Regions from separate parts of the Mus musculus genome. Here all the other regions are linked to region 3. A link is a contact called in public Hi-C, HiChIP or PLAC-seq and promoter capture Hi-C data. All regions are on one chromosome and are shown on one strand. Each heading gives the region's core, a stretch centred on a gene start, on an enhancer-like site or on the middle of the called end of the contact. The rest is flanking DNA. Distances are from core to core; before and after follow the strand shown.

What was found. Hi-C and Micro-C count contacts between places; a contact is called where the count stands out from the background. HiChIP or PLAC-seq counts read pairs in DNA pulled down with a chosen protein or histone mark. Capture Hi-C pulls out chosen DNA fragments and counts their contacts.
Region 1: a contact with region 3 is called in an H3K27ac HiChIP or PLAC-seq map of embryonic stem cells, with 5 read pairs. The contact joins the promoter of Ccdc113 here to the promoter of Katnb1 in region 3. A contact is called at or near these places in 3 of 39 promoter capture datasets (hippocampal neurons, liver and stem cell-derived epiblast-like cells), 1 of 115 datasets of contacts at active chromatin or transcription factors (embryonic stem cells) and 1 of 9 other capture datasets (adipose tissue).
Region 2: a Hi-C map of CD8 T cells shows a contact between it and region 3, with 4 times the contacts expected there. The contact joins the promoter of Cfap20 here to the promoter of Katnb1 in region 3. A contact is called at or near these places in 8 of 39 promoter capture datasets (the C10 cell line, the HPC-7 cell line, embryonic stem cells and 4 more), 21 of 484 Hi-C or Micro-C datasets (the C2C12 cell line, CD4 T cells, CD8 T cells and 15 more), 7 of 115 datasets of contacts at active chromatin or transcription factors (the SCID.adh cell line, bone marrow-derived macrophages, embryonic midbrain and 4 more) and 3 of 9 other capture datasets (adipose tissue, liver and pancreatic islet).
Region 4: a promoter capture Hi-C map of adipose tissue shows a contact between it and region 3. The contact joins the promoter of Arl2bp here to the promoter of Katnb1 in region 3. A contact is called at or near these places in 3 of 39 promoter capture datasets (liver, pre-B cells and stem cell-derived epiblast-like cells), 1 of 484 Hi-C or Micro-C datasets (CD4 T cells), 1 of 115 datasets of contacts at active chromatin or transcription factors (memory CD8 T cells) and 2 of 9 other capture datasets (adipose tissue and liver).
Region 5: a contact with region 3 is called in an H3K27ac HiChIP or PLAC-seq map of microglia, with 5 times the contacts expected there. The contact joins the promoter of Ccl17 here to the promoter of Katnb1 in region 3. A contact is called at or near these places in 1 of 39 promoter capture datasets (macrophages), 1 of 484 Hi-C or Micro-C datasets (reprogramming fibroblasts), 3 of 115 datasets of contacts at active chromatin or transcription factors (embryonic stem cells, microglia and pancreatic cancer cells) and 1 of 9 other capture datasets (pancreatic islet).
Region 6: a Hi-C map of CD8 T cells shows a contact between it and region 3, with 2.3 times the contacts expected there. The contact joins the promoter of Pllp here to the promoter of Katnb1 in region 3. A contact is called at or near these places in 3 of 39 promoter capture datasets (cranial neural crest, embryonic stem cells and pre-B cells), 6 of 484 Hi-C or Micro-C datasets (CD8 T cells, the N1E-115 cell line, embryonic stem cells and 1 more), 4 of 115 datasets of contacts at active chromatin or transcription factors (effector CD8 T cells, embryonic stem cells, memory CD8 T cells and 1 more) and 3 of 9 other capture datasets (adipose tissue, liver and pancreatic islet).
Region 7: a Hi-C map of uterus shows a contact between it and region 3, with 4 times the contacts expected there. The contact joins the promoter of Rspry1 here to the promoter of Katnb1 in region 3. A contact is called at or near these places in 4 of 39 promoter capture datasets (erythroid cells, liver, pre-B cells and 1 more), 4 of 484 Hi-C or Micro-C datasets (CD4 T cells, CD8 T cells, natural killer cells and 1 more) and 1 of 115 datasets of contacts at active chromatin or transcription factors (memory CD8 T cells).

Annotation. Positions count from the first base shown.
Region 1 is chr8:95,532,743-95,535,600 of GRCm38.p6, reverse strand. It overlaps Ccdc113 (coiled-coil domain containing 113), which reads right to left and starts at 1,501. Exons shown (of 9, transcript NM_172914.2): 1 at 1,329-1,501. The coding sequence starts at 1,429.
Region 2 is chr8:95,433,306-95,436,391 of GRCm38.p6, reverse strand. It overlaps Cfap20 (cilia and flagella associated protein 20), which reads left to right and starts at 1,523. Exons shown (of 6, transcript NM_008187.2): 1 at 1,523-1,904. The coding sequence starts at 1,821.
Region 3 is chr8:95,079,921-95,082,700 of GRCm38.p6, reverse strand. It overlaps Katnb1 (katanin p80 (WD40-containing) subunit B 1), which reads right to left and starts at 1,500. Exons shown (of 20, transcript NM_028805.2): 1 at 1,397-1,500; 2 at 1-103.
Region 4 is chr8:94,665,321-94,668,063 of GRCm38.p6, reverse strand. Arl2bp (ADP-ribosylation factor-like 2 binding protein) reads right to left here and starts at 1,464. Exons shown (of 6, transcript NM_024191.2): 1 at 1,163-1,464; 2 at 406-467. The coding sequence starts at 1,200.
Region 5 is chr8:94,809,131-94,811,970 of GRCm38.p6, reverse strand. Ccl17 (chemokine (C-C motif) ligand 17) reads right to left here and starts at 1,518. Exons shown (of 3, transcript NM_011332.3): 1 at 1,400-1,518; 2 at 668-785; 3 at 1-211. The coding sequence starts at 1,499. The coding sequence ends at 118.
Region 6 is chr8:94,694,814-94,697,567 of GRCm38.p6, reverse strand. It overlaps Pllp (plasma membrane proteolipid), which reads left to right and starts at 1,326. Exons shown (of 4, transcript NM_026385.4): 1 at 1,326-1,532. The coding sequence starts at 1,398.
Region 7 is chr8:94,600,500-94,603,454 of GRCm38.p6, reverse strand. Rspry1 (ring finger and SPRY domain containing 1) reads right to left here and starts at 1,514. Exons shown (of 15, transcript NM_026274.4): 1 at 1,025-1,514. Psme3ip1 (proteasome activator subunit 3 interacting protein 1) reads left to right here and starts at 1,729. Exons shown (of 8, transcript NM_028221.4): 1 at 1,729-1,958. It overlaps LOC115486880, which reads left to right and starts at 564. Exons shown (of 2, transcript XM_030243886.1): 1 at 564-642; 2 at 810-1,839. The coding sequence starts at 564. The coding sequence ends at 1,519.

The DNA.
Region 1 (2,858 bases), core at 252-2,751, 450 kb before region 3:
GCTCCATGTCTGCCTGTCTACTGCCATTCTTCCCACCATCATCATCATGAACTCTAACCCTCTGGCTCAGTAAGTCCCTAAATTAAATGCTTTCTTCTTTAAGTTGCTTTGGTCATAGTATACCAAGGCTGACTTTGAATTCACAAAACTCCACCTACCTCACTGGCGCTGGCACTAAAGGTGCGAGCCACCATGCCCAACTTTAATGTGTGTTGTGGAGGGGGAGGTGGGTACTGGGATTGAACCCATAGCCCTGTGAATACTAGGCAGGGGCTAAAGCTATATCTCCAGTTCCAAAACTTTCCCCTTTCACTGCATGCACATACTCACATACATATGTACGAAAGAGGGTGACATTGAGACCTACACATACTGTTAAACTAATTCCTAAATTATGAGATTAGTACAGAAGCCAAATAGAAAACAGGAAAGCCATTACGTCTTGTCTTTTCAGCACATATTGTATTCTCGGTGGAGCCTTCCATGGGCCCGGGTCTGAATCTCTGATGCAGGATCTTAAGGAAGAAAACTTCAGAATGCGTTTCTCTCTTAAGATGGCCGGCCGATATACAAGACTGGCAGTTATAGACACTCACAAGGAAACTTCACAAAACATGTACCTCTGGGGATGGCTGTTTCACATACAAGATCATGGTATATGACAGACACTCACAATGGTAATTAGTAATAATCCCTCCACTCTGGTATGAACTATTTACAGATGTATGGAACCAACACCTCTTCTGGCCGCTGGAAACAGAATACTGTATAATATCAATACATTGTACACTGACTCTCATCTACATTATGGAATCCTCATATCCAGATAACCCACTGTGGAAGATGGAAAACAGACTGTGGAAAATACAAAGCCCTGAGCCAATCATTCCTCAGTCCATCTCCACGCCTAAATCCTTATTCAGCCCACAAGGCCCCAAGCAAATCATTTCAATAGCTTAGTTTTCACTCCGCCGCCATGTTAATGTTTATCTTAATACTAACTTTGGAAACCGGCTTAGGAGGCTACCTGATATAGACTTCGAAGGCGGCTTCCCAGCACCAGGAAGACACCAAGCCAAAGCGCTAGCTTCACTAAATCCTGTCTGATCTTTTCAAGGCCAACGGCTCCCTTGCCCCTCCACCCTGTCCGGGTTCCATCAGTGGCTTGTCAGTTCAGGAGCAGGCAAGCAGCAAAGCTAACTAGGCAAACACAAGTTCTTTCTCCACTGTAATGCGATGTGTGCCCGCGGGGCTCTGCGTAGATATGAGTAGTCTGCAAACTACAGCCCAGGCCTCAGAGACTCATGGCGCCCTCACGGTGCCAGTACCTGAGCTCCTCTACCAGCCCGCACAGTTGGATGACTGGCAGCTCGCCTTCCTCCTCCGCCTGGGAGTCAGTGATCACGCTGTCCGAGTCTTCCTCAGACATCACTCAGCCTAGGGTGCTTTGAGAGCCTTCAGTAAGCTGTCCCGCTTCACTTCGGCCGCGACCCTGAGGCGCGTTGCCTAGACAACTGAACGCTGTTTATAGGGGTGGGGCTTTGGGTGATGCGGCCCCTCCCTTGCACCTCGCGGTGGAGATCGAGCAAAGCTGCCTGCTTGCCTGCCTGCCTACTCAGATGCCTAATCCATCTCACTGTTCTGAGAATCGCTCTTCAGTTGGAAGTCACAACAACAGCTCCGGTTTGCCCAATGTCTTCTCGGTCCTTGGCATCATGTTAAGCTTATTTCACGCAAATCTTTGCATGGACCCTGTTAAAAAAAAAAAACTATTCATCCTCCTAGCCAGAAACCGTAGGTCCAGAAAGCTAGCAGCGACTCGCATAAGTCTCTGCCCCGTGGTGTAGTGAGGATTCTAATCTGTGGTCATTGCCTCACACGGAAGCTGCAGTTTTTTCATTTACTGCATTTCATTTACTGCAACTCGAACTGCATTACTCGAAGAGAAAGAGAAACTGACTAGTTTTTTTTTAAGATTTTATTTATTTATTTATTTATTTATTATATGTAAGTACACTGTAGCTGTCTTCAGACACTCCAGAAGAGGGAGTCAGATCTCGTGATCGGATGGTTGTGAGCCACCATGTGGTTGCTAGGATTTGAACTCCTGACCTTCGGAAGAGCAGTCTGAGCCATCTCACCAGCCCCTGACTAAGTTTTTAAAATAGGTATCAAGACAAGTTCCTAAAGGTGTCGTGTGTCTTTAGTGTTTTGGGGTAATGTGGGGCAATTTGGGCCCTTTTTTAAAAAAGTTTTATTTATTTATTTATTTATTTATTATATGTAAGTACATTCAGACACTCCAGAAGAGGGCATCAGATTTTGTTAAGGATGGTTGTGAGCCACCACGTGGTTGCTGGGATTTGAACTCAGGACCTTTGGAAGAGCAGTCGGTGCTCTTAACCACTGAGCCATCTCACCAGCCCAATTTGGGCCCTTTAATGAGATATCAGAAACCCAAACAAGTTACAGGCTGGGATAGCGACAGCAACAGCACTTTTGGGTACACTTAAAGGTGGTTAAGATAACATGTGCACACAACCAAGCTGAGTGTGCGTACCATCATGGGATCCCAGCATTGGTTAGTGCTGGGGCCACGGAGGTCCTTGTACTCACAGAGAAGAGAACCAGGAATGTTAATCAGGCAGGAGAGTATCCTTAATGGAGGAGACAAAAACACCTGCATTCCATCCAGAAAGCTGAGAGTGGATCTTGTTAATGACCTGGTGATCTTTTTGCGGTCTGTGGAGGCAGACCTCACCCCTTTTGCTATAGAGGCAGACCCCCCACACACTTTTGCTATAGAGGCAGACCTCCTCCAAATTCCCCAGAATGATTATCCCAGACTCTGCCCTCTC
Region 2 (3,086 bases), core at 274-2,773, 350 kb before region 3:
CATTTCCAATGCTATCCCAAAAGTCCCCATACCCTCCCCCCGACTCCCCTACCCACCCACTCCCACTTTTTGGCCCTGGCGTTCTCCTGTACTGGGGCATATAAAGTTTGCAAGTCCAATGGGCCTCTCCTTCCAGTGTATACCATCATTTCTTATCTTGAATCTTTTTCCTGAGGATTTTGTTTAAGATTTCTATTTATTTATGTTTTGTTTCTGAGTTCTCTATCTGTATGTACACCTTCAGGCCAGAAGAGGGCATCAGTTCCCATTACAGATGGTTGTGAGCCACCATGGGGTTGCTGGGAATTGAACTCAGGATCTTTGGATGAGCAACCAGTGCTCTTAACAGCGGAGCCATCTCTCCAGCCCCGAGGATATTTTGAACAACTTAAAAACAATCAAGCTATAAATTATTCACTTGGCTTAGAGTACATAAAGAATTCCCAGATATCATGCAAAAATTAATTCCATATAACAAGTTTCATTTTTATATAGTAATAGATTCACATAGTTTTCACGATATCTAGAAATTCTGGCTGGAGTACTCAAAGCTTTGGTGTGAGGGTAGAGTGAGTTAATACAGGGTAAGGCATCACATATACCCGTCACATAGTAAATGTGTAAACTTTGCAACTATGATCGTTAAAATTGCTAAAGTGATCGTCTGTGCTTCAAACTCTTTTCTGTGCGCCAGAACACAGGCCTGGGTGGAACACCATTTAGGAAGACGCTCAGCGACTGGTGGAAGTCTTCCACACTTGAGATTTCCTTCTACTTGAAATACACAGCGTATGTCTTTCCTACAATATTCCAGAAATTGACACACTTTTTTTAAAAAAATCAGCTGTCGGTTCAACTCAACTATTCCACTTTTAAGATTTTATTAATTTTTGTTTATATCTTAATATTCCGGCTTTCTTCTTTTCGAATCAATGCATTTAAAGAGATACGCTTTCCCCCAGAGTATTGCTTTTACAGCAGCTCATTCACTGTAACTTGATAATTAAAGGTGATGATGTAAATTGGGCAATCAATACTGGTTCATTAGCTCACACGTTCTCCTGGGCCAACCAATATTTGTTTTTTGCGACAGGGTGTCTCTGAGTCCTGGCTGTCCTGGAGCTCGATATGTAGACCTCAAATTCAGAGATCTTTCTACCTCTGCTGGGATTTAATCCGGTACTAGGATTAAAATCTGGAGTCAACACACCCAGGGATAATATTTATCTGTCGTTGGCACAAAGCCACCTTCCTCACTCTTCCCGCCCTTCGGGGGAGGGGTCTGGCATGACTCCACCCCTCCACGCGCCTCCCGGTTCCCATGACACCACGCAGGCACTGTAAACACGTGAGGTAAACTTAAAGTCTCCTTCCGCTGTTCTAAACCAAGTCTGGGCCCCGGCGGGGAGGGGCGGGGAATAGTCCCTTGGCAACCAAGTTCCGCGCCCGAGGGGGCAGGAAGGGGCGGGCCTAAGGGCGGAAGGAACCGGAAACCGTTCTTTCTGCGGCAGGACTGGGCAATGCGCCTCCGAGGGGCGGGCCCAAGCGTGCGGAGGGATCCGTGGCGGGCCGAGGCGGCGCTCCGCCTCCTCTCCGGCAGGCTCGGCGGCGCGGGCGGCAGTTGCTGTGGTTTCGGTGCTGAGGTGGCTCGGTGCTCACCGAGGCTTACGGATCTGCGTCACGCCGCCGCTTCCCGCCGTCAGTGGCTGCAGCTCTCAGCGTCCTACCTTCGGACCGGCGGCACCCGCTCTCTTTCGCCGCTCGGTGCCGATCTCCAATCCCGGGCCTAGGGCGGCGGCTGCGGGGCCGCGGCTGGCGAGATGTTCAAGAACACGTTCCAGAGTGGCTTCCTTTCCATCCTCTACAGCATCGGCAGCAAGCCCCTGCAGATCTGGGACAAAAAGGTGAGCGGTGGGGGCGGGACGGGGGTGGGGCCGACTAGCCGCCCACGTGATGGAGTGGCTACCGAGCCTTGACGTCCCGGTCAGTAGAATGGGGGCAGAGTGCCCACAGCCTAGCTTGAAACGCATAGCACTTTGAAGAAAGACATGCATGTGTTCGCTGGTGCCAAGCACTGTTGCTGCACTCCATACGGAGGGCCTTTTCCCCGGACATCCTGAGCACCGGCCAAGCCAGACTTGTTCTGATCCCATTCATTAGCTCCATCCGTCGACAGCCAAACCTTTGGAACTTGCTGCGAGCCCTCTGTAACTTAGAGTCCGTACTATTCTTCCTGTACTGGCCTTCTCCATTGGGAAACCTGCAAAAAGGTGATTGTTAGGGGCTTCTCGAGAGCCAGTATCAAGCCTCTGTATTTTTATCCAGCCGTCCTCTAGAATGGATGGTGTTTTTGCTTGCCACATGAGATGGTGGCCTTCCCTGTTCACTTTTGGAGATATTAAGATCTAGATGAAATGCCTTGCCGTTTCTTTTCTCATGAAGATTCCTGGGGCAGTGAGCTGGACCGTTTTTTTGTTTTGTTTTGTTTTTGAATATAAAGTGGTCACTCTAATGTGGAAGCCAGGTGATTTAGGGAATATCTTTAGTTCTGCCCTCGGCTGGGGAAGATGGAGAGAGGTGATATGCCTAGTGTGGTGTTCATAGAGATGTATATAGAATGGGTGGAGTAAGTCAAGATTATTCGTAGTAGGACTAGAACAATGTCTTTCCTAATTCACAGAGAAGGGCTTTGAGACACACAGTGGTTGACAGAGTACCTGCATTGCCTTCTGTTTGTCACTGCTAGGCAGTCGTGTGTTCTGAGGACAGCTTTGAGAGAAACCTGTTGGGAGTGTCTTGTCATTTGGCTAAGACAGTTGAGAGTTCCTCAAGATCTGGCCTTTGGTATGTAAGCAGTCTGACCAACTCTTTCAGATCCATAGCTAGAGTTATGTCAAGAGTATCCCATAGGAAGCGGACCCTTAGCTCCCCCCATCCCACAATCTCCTGAGTGTTCGTTCACTTTGAAATGAAGCAGCAGGAGCTCTTAAATGAGACCTGCAGGGAGAACCCAGAGACAGTCCACCTGGCAGTGTTGGGAGGGTGCTCACCAGCCTTGGTATCTTGCCTGTTCTGCACAGCCAGAG
Region 3 (2,780 bases), core at 251-2,750:
CTGGTGGTTTAGATCATCCGCTATCAAGCAGCAGCCTGGACACATAGGTCGGGATCCCAGATCATGGAATGTCAGGCTTGGACCATCTCAGCTCAACACTGGGCTAGAATGCAAGCAGAGGCGATGGTGGGTTAGGAACTGCTTGAGACGAGTTACAAGTCCCTGGGTCATCAAGGCCACTTGATACAGACTAGCCAGAGCCTCCAGGGCCTGGAGCTGCAGTGCACACTGGGTCTGAAAACCTGTGACTTAAGAGCCCAAAGATAAAAGACCTTCCCTAGGTAGCTGGGCCTGGTGGCTCACGCCTTTAACCCCAGCACTCAGGAGGCCAGCTAGAAGTAGGCAGATCTCTGTCAGTTCCTATCTCAAAGAAAAGAAGGAAGGAAGGAAGGAAGGACAGACTGACATAGGTAGGTGGAGAGGGGATGGAGAGACTGACTTCTCAGGGGCCTACAGTAATGCTCCTGGATGCTGGGTGTCCTAACTTGCCAACCCAGCACCTGCTATGGGGCAGAGAGGATCACATAACTGCAGTCCACTTGGATTTGCACCCCATGTATTGGATGGGGCACTGGAGTCTGAGGTTATGTTTTGGTGCCCATGAGAGGCATCCAAAAGGCAGAGAGACAGAGAGATACACGGAGACGAACAGAGAGACTGAGAGATAGGCAGACGTTCAGAGAGAGAGAGAGAGAGAGAGAGAGAGAGAGAGAGAGAGAGAGAGAACAGTAAAGGCCTTGGGAGGGGGTGATGTTGAGAGGATTCTGAGGGTCCAATCTTCTTGCTTCCTCCATCACCAACTCCCTGGTAAGGGAACCACGCCCACTCCCTGCAACTCTCAAGGGCATAGCTAGGAATTGAGTCTCCAGTCTAGGTGTGAGTCGGAATGACTCCTCAATTCTAAAAGGCCACAGCGTGGATGGAGCCTTCCACCGCCGCCACGGCCCTTCGCCTCTTGCCCAGGAGCTCTCTCGCTGGATTCTCTTTCTCCTGTTGCCTATGCTCCCGTTCTGGCACATCTTGAGCTTCCTTAGTTGGCCATGCTTCGCCAGACCCTCTTTACTTCTCTTGCCCCGCTGCTATCAGAATCCCCCATTCATTCGCTCTCCTGTTTCTGGAGCCCCGACTCAATACGATCCTCCGCACACCCTCAGCTCTGCTTCCGGCCCACCAGCTTTCCCTCTCCGGCCTCCACACACCCGTCCTGCTCGTTCATCCCAAACCTGCCACCGGTCCCTCAGCTTCGCTTGACCCTCCTCCCGTCTGCCTTGAGGGGCACTGGCTCCAGCCTGTCCTGGCCGAGAGCCTCCTGCCGGCGACCGGACTGTCCCCTCCAGGCTCGGCGAAGACTAGAGCCATTTTCCCTTTGCCTCCAAGACCCCGAGAGCCACTCTACCTGCAGCTGTAGCTCTGGAGGCCAAGGCTTCCCTCCAGGCGCGACCCCCACTTGCCTCCATCCTTTGCCCTGATTGGTCGCTGCTTGACAACCGACCCTCACAACAAAACCTCCGGCCTAGAGTCCCTCCCACTTCACTTCTTACACCAATCAGTCGCCACGGACGCCCCGCCTTCCTCTAGAATTGACCAATGGAAGCAAGCGCTTCCGCCGATTTACGTAACTACCCGCCTCCTTTCCCCGACTCAGACTAATCACGAGAAAGAAGCGCTTACGGACCGCCCTTAGGTCCCAGAAGAACCAATACAGGCTTCTGCGTTCTTAGTCCCGCCCCCAGTCAGGCTTGGTTTTTTCCGCCCTTTTCCTGCATTTCCTGGAACCCGGTTGTGTTTAAAAAATCCGCGAGCTGCACCCGATGGCGGCTGCGCCAATCACTTCAGCAACAGCTCTGGATTGACCAATAAACGTTAGTGTTATTGGAGAACCAGCTCTGAGATAGCCAATGGAAAGGGGACTTCTAGAGTGGTATGAAGTTGCAGATCTTCCATATTGAAACAGGGCTGCCAGGACCCCGCCCTCAGACTGTGAGTGTCGCCCGCGTAGTGGGAGGACTTGGCTCTTACTTGGATCCACACGTCTCCTGGAGTTCGCTGACCTCGAGGGAAACAGAGCTTAGTTACAGTGGGGTCGATGTCGAGCCCAGGAGTTCGTCCCTAAGATCACAGTAGCACAGTGGGATGAGTTAGGCTTGTGTCTGCTCGCCTGCGTGCGGAAGTAAAACTACGGAACCGGAGAAAGGCTAATATCTGTGACAGGACAGACAGGTTGGGATGGGGACAGGCTACATAACCCACCATGAGTTCGGGTCCCCCCCTTACTGAGAAACTCGGTCCCAGCCCTTTGCAGAAATAACCTCCAACTCTGGTCTATCCTACACTCACTCCCCTCTGGTCGGGGCTGCTGCATCTGGCGTTCTCCTCTACACAGTCCGGAACGGGAGGAATTTCCCATTTCTAGACGAGGAAACAGATGCTGTGGTGAAAAAGACCAGACATTTGGAAGATCGGACCCAGGACTTAAACTTTTGTTCTTAAAGGCAAGGCACACAAAGTCCCTATTAAATGCAAAACCTTTACGGGAACAAAAGTCACCCACCAGCCTAATGGGAAGTCGGCCCTGCGTAGAAATGGGTAATTATTAAGAGACCTGGATTTGGAGAATAACATTTGATCAAAACTTTGTACTTTGCTGTTCCCGCAACTTTTTATTTAAAAAAAAAAGTCAAATTCTTCATTTTGACACATTTTGCCTTATCTGCTTTGTTTATACAATTATATGTACATTACAGATCCTAAGACATTTCAGTCATGGCAACACTGAGCCT
Region 4 (2,743 bases), core at 215-2,714, 410 kb after region 3:
TCAGTATGGCTTGCTTACTATTACATTGTGCGGTGTGTTAAAATTTCAGTGTTTTGTGTTTTGAAAATCAACTCTTCACATTTATTTCTCTGCATGCCCTTATAAGCAGAGGTTTGGGGTGTTGAGATGGCTTGGGGGCTGAAGGCACTGCTGTGTAAGACGGGTGACCCGAGATCAACCCTCAGAACTCACATGAAGGTGGAAGGAGAGAACCAACTCCACAAAGTTGTCCTCTGAGCTCCACATAGCCATAGTCTCCTGGCAACAACCCCACCCACGATCCATCACATATGTAAATGAATACATTAAAAAATTGTTGTAAAGCAAGGGTCTACTTGATTTAAATCAAGGAATTGACCATAGGAACTAGAGGGGCACAAGTCACTTAGTAGTGTCGAAACTTACCCATAATAATGTCCTCTAAACATCCAACCACAGCATCAAATTCTGCATCAGAGGCGGAGGAGCTGAAAAAACACATCAGGATTAGGTGCCGGTCCAAATAATTATTTTTCGAGCTGAACTTGTGTTTTCTGTGGGTAAGGGCATTGAACCCAAGGCCTTGCACACACCAGGCAATCACAACAAAGCCCACTAGCATTTTTTAAAATGTAAGATTCCCAACGTGCATAAAAATAATAGCAAGATGATCCTCCCATCACTCAGTTTCACCAATCAAGGATTATTGTCTAGTACAGAAATTACAAACACAGGAAAACACTCGTGACGAAAACCGGTATGACAATCACAAAAGCAGCCAACAATTTGGGTAGCTGAGGCTGGTGCGGCACAACTTCATACTTCCGCGTTTATTACCCGCAGGATTTACTCACCGCATCCTGGCTCTTAACGCCACACCTATCTGCTGGTGAATGTGACCGCACGCGGGAGTGGCACCGGCCTAGGGGGTAACTGGTCAGGAGTGGCTTTAGACAGGCGGTGAGGCCGCCGCCAGCCTGGGCAGCTCAAGGCCTCTGGGTTTTTGCTGACGGCCACGATTGAGGCCAGAGGATTGTGATGGAAGCGCTGGTTATCTGTGACATATGCCCGTGGTGGCCACGGGAAGAAAACGCCCCGCTAGAGCGGAGCCTCGACCGGCCAGCCCGCAACCCAGAGGACGTCCGCAGGCCGAGGTCGAGCAGACCCTGGCCGCTTCACTTACAAGGACAGCGCGAAGCTCTCTTCTTCTAGGGCGTCCATCGTAGGGGCGCCGCAGTCACCGGCCCGGGCCCGGGGCCCTGCCGCTTCCTACCGCGCCCGCCGCCGGGCCGGGATCCTCTCTGACCCGCGCGGCCTCAACTGCATCAAGGGCCCGCAGAAGGCCGCACCCACGCCCCGCCCGGCGATCGCGCGAGGACGGGGCTGCGGCTCCTGGCTGGGCCCAGCGCCCGCCGGCCTCTCGCGGGGCTACCCCGCCGGTGTGTTAGGGCAGACGGAGCTCGCAGCCCCGCCTCCTGTCACTATGGTTACCCGCGGTTCCAGCAGCCAATCACAGCCTCAGGTTCCCGGTCTCACGCAGAAGACTGCAAAAAATGGTGGCAGTAGACTTTTTTTTTTTTTTTCTGGATGAAAGAATTGGAGCCAAGAGCCTCGGTTTCTTCATTTTCAATTTAGGAATTGTAAAGATCAGGTAGTTGAAACCGTGTTTTAAGAGCGCTAGAAATAGCCAAATTGCTCGAAAGCCACTCTCATAGTTTGTCCTAGATAATGCAGACGTCTGATTTACTAGAGAGTTACTTCTTGGAAGTATGGAAGGGTCCACGGCATTAAGTGGATGACTTGTAACTTAATTTGTGATCTTCAAATCAAAAGCAGTGCGTTGTGGCATGCGTCTGTAGTCCCAGCACTTGGAAGGTGGAGGTTTAAGGCATTCAAGACCTGCTCAGCTACATAGTGAGTTTGCTGCCAGCTTACTCGCACCAAACCCGTAAACAATTATTAGGCAGTAAGTGGTTCCTTGGGTAATTATGCAGCACAAAAATGTTGACAACCACTGAGAGAGATGTAATCAGAAATTGAATAACTGCTTTGGAGAAAGTCCCCTCTAAAACTGCCACACCATGAAGAAAGGTTTCCTGGGATCGCCCCCCCCCCCCGCCCCCTTTTTAAGCATGCCTCTTTGGTGGTCTGATACCTTTTAGCCAAATGTGTAGTACATAACTAGAAAATTTATGGTATGAATTAGGGTTACGTGGCCAATCTGAATCATTTTGGAATGGACATAAAATGTGTATCCATGGATCTATCTTAACAGCATCAGGAACCAAGATGATTTCAAAGACACTGGAAGATCAGAGTATCCTGGTCAAGCTGAAGACAGGCGTGCTGGTAGGTTTTTTGTCAGCTTGACCTGAGTGACCTGGAAAGAAGTTGATTTTGTGTGTGTCTGTCTTTTTTCATCAAGACAGGGTTTCTCTGTGTTGCCCTGGCTGTCCTGGAACTCACTCTGTAGATCAAGCTGGCCTTGAACTCGAGACTCACCTGCCTCTGCCTTCCAAGCACTTGGATTAAAGGCCATGTGCCATCACCTCCTGGTTTTGAATGTGGATTATTTTAATGACTGAGGGAAGGCCCAGTCCTCTGTGGGTGGTGCCATATCTGGGCAGGTGTAGGATCTATGTAAGGAAGCTCAGCATGCTATGGAGAACAAACCAGTTAACAGCATTTCTTTATCTACTTCAGTTCCTGCCTTCAGGTTCCTATCTCAACTTCCCTCAGTTATGGACTGTTGCATGGAAGTGGA
Region 5 (2,840 bases), core at 269-2,768, 270 kb after region 3:
AAAAGGGAACAGGGACTTCTGCTCTGTGGCTGCTCTTGGGCTCTGCTGGTCACAGGCCGTTTTATGTTGAAACCATGGACAGCAGCCCTGGCGTCTCCAAATGCCTCAGCGGGAAGGTCATGGCCTTGGGTTTTTCACCAATCTGATGGCCTTCTTCACATGTTTGTCTTTGGGGTCTGCACAGATGAGCTTGCCCTGGACAGTCAGAAACCTATGTAGGAGAAAGCAGTGAGTAAGAGCCCAGGAAGGCCTTCAGGGTTTGGCCACCAGCCACATCTGCATTGACCTGAACACTGAGCAGTAGGACTTCATGCCTAGCCTCCTCTCTCCTCAGAGCACCTTGAGCCTGAGAGAAAGAGCCTCAGGCTGTGTGTTAGTCTCTACTCAGCTCAGACCCAGAGTGAGAGGTGACAGTATTACTGCCTACTGGCTCTGTTACCTGGGATGTCCTATCCATCTTGGAAACTCAGTTTCACCATACATAAAGAGGTTGGACCCCCTCAGCTGTGTGGGGTACAAGAGTATCCCTGGGTTCCCAAAACTGCCTTTAGGGGAATCAGGCTTGTCCTCTCTTCCTTCTTTCCCAGTGGCCTTCCTGGGCACTCCAAGGCCCACCCACTTCCCACTCTGGGTTCTAGGCAGAGGAGTGGGACAGAGGGATACTCACACGATGGCATCCCTGGAACACTCCACTGAGGTCTTATACCAGCTCACCAACTTCCTGATAGGAATGGCCCCTTTGAAGTAATCCAGGCAGCACTCTCGGCCTACATTGGTGGCTCGAGCTGGAAGAGCAATAGGAAGCAGGTGTCCTGAGAGTCAGGCCATGTGCCTGAGGACCCATGGAATGTTCCGATGTATGCCTGTGTGAGCCTGTGGGTGGGGACTGCATGTACTTTGTATTCTGTTTGTTCTTGGTGTGTGTGTGTGCTCTCCTGTGTCTGCAAGTTTGCATATTCATCTGTGTGTGTCTGCATATGCAGCTGTCTGAATCTAGGAACCTCATTTCAACTTCCCGTTCTAAACTAAATATAAAAATCTTTTCATACATTCTTGGAACCAATGCTCCGTTGTTATGTTGTTCCCTGATGATACATGAAGCCCATTAATGAAACAAATGGTAGCGATTCTGAGAATCGTTCGTTCTGCATCATGAGCCCACAATCAAGGCCACTATGTCCTAACATCTCAGAATAAGGTATGTGTCCAGGTCAGGCACCTGACATCATCCCAGCATCCTCAGAACCATTATCCTCCCTCCAGTGCTCCTGTGGCCACCCCCTGGTGACCCCTGTTAAGAACAGACAGGGTATAAGTCACACAGCTTGTGTCTCTGCCTTGGTCTCTGTGTGGGTGAATGGTTCCCATCTGCCCTATCCTGTCTGTGCCCGGCTCTTACCAGCTCTGGCATGCTGCAGAAAAGTCCCCAGAAGCAGAGCAGCCAGGAGCAGCATCTGAAGTGACCTCATGGTACCAAAAGCTGAGGTGAAGGTCTTCATGGGTCCTTCTGCCTGTCTTGGTGCCCAGCATTGAGGTGACCTATTTAACCTCTCTGGAGGTTATCCCACGCTTCCTGTCCCCTCCTATAATCCTTCCAGACTAGAGAAATTCAAAGAATTTGAGATAACTTAGTAGAAGCCCAGCTTGGGAATGTTTGTGGCTTTCCAGAGAATGGTCACTCGACTCGGGACAGGGGAGGGGGTCTGTGTCTGGGGTAAGGGCAATGACTTACTTCTCTTTTCAAAGGGAACATTTCTTGGTTCCTCTATTAGCAGGATCCAAGGCCTCAGCCTCAACTCATCTCATCCCTTGTCCTAGTACTGGTGAACTTCCTTTGTGCCTGGTACCCTGTGGAGGCAGGGTAGGGGACCAAACAGAGATCATAGGGACTATGCCAGTCAGGGCTCTGGGGTCCAGAAGGTCCACAGGAGGGTGAGCAGGTTACAGGGATGTTCAGTAGAAGAGGCCTAGTCCCACCCTATTTTGGGGAACCCAGAGGTTCAGCTGAAGCTGAGCCTGTCTTCCTGTCCTTCCCCAGGCTGGCCCTTACCCCAGGAGGCTAAGCTGAGAGGGGCTTTAATCACGGTGTATCTGCATGTGTGCTTTAGTGGGTTGGAAAGCTCAGCTCCCAGAAATAGAGCACCACCTCGTTTCTGTTATGAGCAGAATGAATGGTGTGTGTGTGTGTGGGGGGGGCGATGCTCACCTCTATAGGAGCTGCATGCCAGAGGCTGCCCTAGAAGCCCATAGAGCATCCCCAGGCCTTAAGCAGACTGTTAAGAAATCTGTGTGAATTTTCAGCATACCCAGACTGTTAACAACAGTGCCCAGAAAAGAGTTTCAGGACAAGTCACTATTAAGCAAAGCCAGGGTTTACTGAGAAAAAGAACCGGCATCCCAGCTACTGGGGAGGCTGATGTAGGAAGGTTCCAAGTTTGAGGCCAGCCTGAGCTACCGGGGTTCACAGGTGCTGGTGAGACGCTATCACAATAAAGGGAAATGTCACTGCTTTGCAGTGTGACCCAGAGTGTCTCACAGATAAGGCATGTGCCGCCGTGTGTTTTACTCTTTAAAATTTTAATTTATTAACATTTATTTATTACATTTGTGTGCATAGGTGTTTTGCACTCATGTGCTAGCAGACACTCTACAACCTGAGCCACACCCCAGCTCCTCCTGCCATTTTGTTAGAACTTTTGGCTCTCAGTCAGCAAGAAACACAGACCCAGGCTGAGGGGGCCCCTTACCCTTCTCATATCTCCATTTTCCTTCAATCCTGCCCTACGGCCACAGCATCACTAAATTTGCTCATTCTCCCAGACTAAGAGGTCTTCCCAGGC
Region 6 (2,754 bases), core at 77-2,576, 380 kb after region 3:
ATATAGTCATGACCATATCCTTACAAAAGAGATGAGAGAGAGAGAGAGAGAGAGAGAGAGAGAGAGAGAGAGAGAGAGAGAGAGAGAGAGATATCTTGTGCATAGTAAGAGGAGAGTTGATGATACGAGGAGAGGCAGAGCTAGGTAGGGTACCAGAATCCCCTGCCGGCAGGTCATCTGTAATCCCAGCCTGCAAAGACCTGAGGTACGAGGAATGTCAAAAGCATGAAGTCAGTCTGGATTACAGAGCAATCTCCTGTCTCAAGACAAAAAGTGGGCAAAAGTACCCCAGAGGTTGCCTGAGCTCAGGACACCATGACTGTGTCTCCGTGATGATGCCTTTGCATATCTAGCCTCCATCACTGAGAAGAAACTTTTGTTAGGACCTTGAGCTTGTGATAAGTTGTCACAAGGAGCCATAGGATAGTACAGTCACCTACACAGCTTCTGTGACCTGGTCCTTACCCACTGGGGGTCAGTGTCACCCTCATGTGCTCAGCTCCAGTCCCTTTGGGGACCTGCTTTCTATTTCCCCAACTGCCTAGGTTGGTCCTGCCACTGCGCCTTTGCTCCTCACTTAAATCCTCCCAAGGTTTCCTCCTACTCACAGATTCAGGCCTCTGCACAAATGTCACCACTTCTGACAGGTCTTCCTTGACTAATGTGCTCCTTCCTTTTCTGTCAACTTAATACAAGCTATAGCAATCCAAGAGGAGGGAACCTGGATTGAGAAAATGCCTCTATAAGATCGGGCTCTAGGCAAGCCCTGTAGAGAATTTTCTCAGTGATTGATGGAGGAGGGCCCAGTCCATTGTGAGCGGTGCCATCCCTGGGTCCTGGGTTCTATAAGAAAGCAGGCTGAGCAAGCCAGGGGAAGCAAGCCAGTAAGCAGCACCCCTCCATGGCCTCTGCATCGGCTCCTGCCTCCAGGTCTCTGCCCTGCTTGAGTTCCTGTCCTGATTTCCTTCAGTGATGAGCAATGATATGGAAGCATAAGACAAATAAACCCTTTCTTCCCCAATTTGCTTTTGGTCATGGTTTTCTACCACCGTAATAGAGACCCTAAAACAACCATCTAAAAATCTCCTGGTCACTCTGCCTCGCCCTGTTAGATTCAGTCACAGCAGCAGTTGCCACTACCTGGATTTATTTTTTCCTGCCTGGCTGTCTGTAGATCGGTCTACGGACTTCTTCAAAATCTCTATCCAAACAGGCGAACCCAGGGTTAAGGGGCGGGGCCTCAAGAAGGGGCGGGGCCTCGGGCGGAGCGGGGCTGGGCTTCGCGCACCTGTGAGTTCTGTCTAGGGTACCCAAGCAGCGCCAGCAGCCGGAGCCGCAGTCGCAGCCCCGGAGCAGCGCCGGGAGCGCGGCCAGAGCGTCGTAGGCTCGCGATCGCTATGGCGGAGTTCCCGTCGAAAGTGAGCACGAGGACCAGCAGCCCCGCGCAGGGCGTGGGAGCCTCTGTGTCTGCGCTGCGACCGGATCTGGGCTTCGTGCGCTCCGCTCTTGGGGTGCTCGCGCTTCTGCAGCTGGTGAGCCGGGTAGCTCGGGGACTGGATGGGGGACTCTCCGGGGACCCCCGGGACGCTCACTCCCAAGATCGCCGGGAAGCTTGCACCTGGGGACGCTCGTGTGACATCCCTGCGAGCACAGCATGACTCTTGTGGAGGGGACCATACACACCCTACCCGGGTGGTTACCGTGGCGATACCGTAGCTGAGATAGCTGCGCACAACTGTCCGCCAGTCTGTCCCTTCTCTTCTACCCTTCCCCCTTCCCTCTGGGACCGTGCCCTGGCTTTCTCCGCCGGGCAAAGTCCACTGCCCTCCTCTTCACCCGGCTTTAACCACTAAATGCGACCGCTCTGTAGCCCTCCTGGACAGGGCAGAACACCACATCAGTGGCTCTGACACGCGCGCTCCCACCAGGGCACCTACCCAGGGTCTGCTGGTCGAATCTCCTTCCTTGGGCTGTGGAGATTCGCAGAGGCAAGAAACCACGTGTCTGCCATCCCCCGTACTCTGTGCAGGTCCCAGCTGAAGATCCTAGAGTTGCCCGTTCCCATTGGGTGCATTCTGAGATGTCAGCTGTCTTTTCATAGTCCCCTCCTGCGAGGGTCTGGAGGCCTGTGGCTGCCCCTAGGGAACGGTCTCCATTAACTGAGAGGTCCGCTGGTAGAGGAATAGGGTAGCACCGCAGGTGGGCATGCATCTGTTTCTGTCATCATCCCTCCAGTGGGCACCTCGAGCCAGGCTGCCAGGCCGGGCTGGGGAGTCGGGAGGCTTTCCTGGGCCATCTCCACCTAGGGCATACATACTATCTTGGTTTCGAGATTTCTGATCTTCCTTGGTGAGCCTTCGCCCTTCCCCCTTCCCCCTTCCCCCTTCCCCCTCCGTCTCCTCCCTGGGTTTGTTTAAAATTCAGATTCTTGGGCCCCAACCCCGGAAAAAATGTGAAACTGCTCTTTGAATCTCCAAAAGCGCAGCAAGAAATTTGCATTTTAATGTCTTCTCCTGGAGTGGTTTTGGGTACTGTTTGGTTTTGATGAGATCAGGGAGGGTAGCATGAGGCTCTCTTCTGGGACCAATTTAACTCTGCCGCGCAGACACTGCCGACCCTGGAGTGTTGGGCTCTTGGTGATTGCCTTGTTTGTTTTATTTATTTTGTTTGATTCAATTTGTTTCTGTTTTTTTGAGACAAGAGTCGCATATAGCCCAGATTGGTCTTGAATTCCCTCTTAGCCACAGCTGGCTT
Region 7 (2,955 bases), core at 265-2,764, 480 kb after region 3:
TTAGAAGTGGAAAGTAAATTAAAACTCTCTAAACAAAAGCTGGAAACCTCTTCATGTCTAGGAAGCAGGCAGGGTTTAGACTAACATTTCACTCAGTGATACATGGTTCTCAGAGCTCTATAGGTAATCAAGACCAGTATTTATGCTAGTCTCTTACATCAACAATTTTCCAGATTAGAAAACACATTGTTCCTCAACAACAATACATTACACTACCTTACTTCCACACACACAGCGTTGATTATTTTACAGAAGAAACTCTAAGATGTCAAGTCACTTCAACTAAGGAAGGACAAGCAGATGGGTTAAGTGAGGAGCCTGGGAGACTGCACGACTCTACTCAGACGGTAACAGACACTGCCAACTTTAAAAAAGTTCAAAGTACATCACTCCAGGGGACGAAACCTTACTCGGACATCTGCGCAAGACAGAATCTCAAGAGTTTCAGCCCAGTAGCTCTAACTAGGTCTCCCTCTGTAAGAACAGGGAAAGTGAGGCAGACAGCGGGCCCGGCAGGAAGTAATGCCAAATTTGGAGGCTCGCTTGGGGGTGCTGCTGGTGGGATGACTCCCCTGTCCCACTCTGGCGCGAAGGCCAGAGGCAGCAGAATCCTTACTCTGGGACACCTAGTCAGACTCCAGAGTGAGGGAAGAACCCCGACTATCCCCGTTTCCGCTTACCATCCCGATCTAGGGCTTTCCAACGGAAAGGACTGCCCTCCCCAAGGGTTTTTTACTTAATATTTAGCTCAGGCCTGGAGAGTAGGAGAATCCGCTAGGTCTGGCTCCCGCCTCCAGCCTCTCTCTAAGGCGAAGAACTCTCCCCAGCCTCGCTTCACGTCGAACTCTCCACCCCAAGGCAACACCAGACCATCCCAGGGGAAGTCGGCTTCCCACTGCAACGCAAAACTCCCCAGAAGGAATCCCTGCCCACGACGTGCGCCCCTCGGCCCCTTCGGTTCCGAGGAGCCCGAACGAGGGTCTCTCCGCGTCCGGAGCCTCCCCAGGAGGTACCTGCTTCTCACCTTAGCCAGTCTCCTCGGGAGGGTGACCCCAGGACCTCCTTCAGTCAAGATCCCCTAAAGGGGAACACCCTCTTCCAGGAACCGCTTTCAGGCGCCTCCAGCGCGGGCCTCGGAGGAGAGTGTGCCGGCTGCTTCCCAGGCTCTGACCAACGCCACCCTCTCCAAGACCCCTGCCCGGAGACGGCCACGGCCCCAGTCCAGTCTCTCCGACCCAGGCTTCAGCGGCTGTCCCCTTCCTTCACAGGCGTCGCTAGCCCTCAAGCTCCCTCCCCGGCCACGTCCCCAAGGGGCTTCCCAGAGCAGCGCGGTCGGGCTGTGGCACTGACTTGCACTAGCTCCTGGGCCCACCGGAGGGAGGGGACAGCGACAGCGGCGCGACTCCTTTGTGACAGGTCCAAGAGAGCGGTAAAGATGGACGCGGGGACACGGCACTGCCATTACGCGCAGGGGCCCACCCCCGCTTCACACCGCCCGGGCCCTCCCTCAGTCCCCTAGGAAACGCCCCTTCCTCAGTGGCAAGCCCTCTCTCTCAGACAGCCAATCATCAGTCAAGATTTGTGTCACGTGATCTCGCGGGTCGGCCCGCCAGCCTGGAATGAACCAGCTAATCCCCTTGCCGAAGGGCGAACGACCCAATCAGATCGCTCCATACGGTCTTGGAGCACCGGATTTCCACGAGGCGCTCGGGGAGGGAGAGAGCTGTTGATTGGACTATGCCGCCGGAAGCGGGGTGGAAATGTGTTGTGGCTGTAAGGAACAGGAAGCCCCGAAGGGTCAAAAGGAATACAATAGCGAAGTGTGTTTTCTTCCTTTAAGCCGTCGTTCTTTTCTTGGTTTCTTTTCTAGTTTTTTAAGAGCGAGAGTGGCCTTGGCGGCGACGGTTTACGGTAGGCGCCGCGGAGGTGAGGGCGGCTCGCCTCCCGCGCTCTCGTAGGTGAGTGCGGCCTGGGTCCGCGCCGGGAGGCGAAACCAGGCTTCTCGGCCGTGGAGAGGGTGAACTCCAAGCCAGAGTTAGGATTAGAGCCCAGGTTTGTCTCCAGCCCGCGGTCCTTTCTAGTGCGGTGTCCTGAGTCGCCCGGCTTGGGAGTTTGCGGTGCCCACTCCGGAGCGGAGCCGCGGGAGTCTGCGGGACGGCGTGGCGGTCGTGGTGGGAGGTTCCGACTCTTTCTTACGCGCCCGAGCTGCCGGGCCCCTTGTCTTCTTTCAGCACTTTGCGGTTAGCTGGAGCCATCAGGCCTAAAGTGAGCTGCTGCCTCGGTTCCATTCGGAGCAGCTCCTCGCTCCTTAGAAAACGTGGAATGCCGACTTGAGCATCGTTGAATCCCGAAGTGTGTAGTTGCAGGATGGGTACATAATAAATTTCCCCGTTGCAGCGCCTCGCTCATTCTCTTCTAGTAGGAAACAAGGCTGTGTGCTTATTTTATTAGAACACAACCGGTCGTTGAAATGTCTTCTTTGAGAGTTGGTGCCCTTGGAATGCCAGTCCACGCAGAGGGAAAGGGAGAACTATTGGTCATGGAAATGGCTTCTTGGGGGAACACAAGGTCTGTGGCCCTTGGTTTTAAAATGCAAACCCTGTGCTGCACCCTTGGGTCAGTCTGATTGTTTAAGTCTAGAGTGGACCCCACAAAGTCTAATATGAACCTCTGTAGGATTTGCAGCGACTTGTCAACCTGTGTAGCAAGTTTCGTTGGTTAAGTGAATTGATTTATTGAAGTGTCCCCAGAGACATCATAAAAATGGTTTGGAGGAGCTCCGTGTAGTGGCTTGTACCTGTAATCCTAGGACCACGAGGCTGTGTGTGGGTGTGGGGGACTGTCAGTTGGAGACAGGCCTGGCTTCCTTAGCAAGACTGCCAGAAAACAAAGCAGAGTATAAACTACCAAGCAAAATGGTTTGGCGGGTACTGCTTCTGAGATATTTGAAAGGAA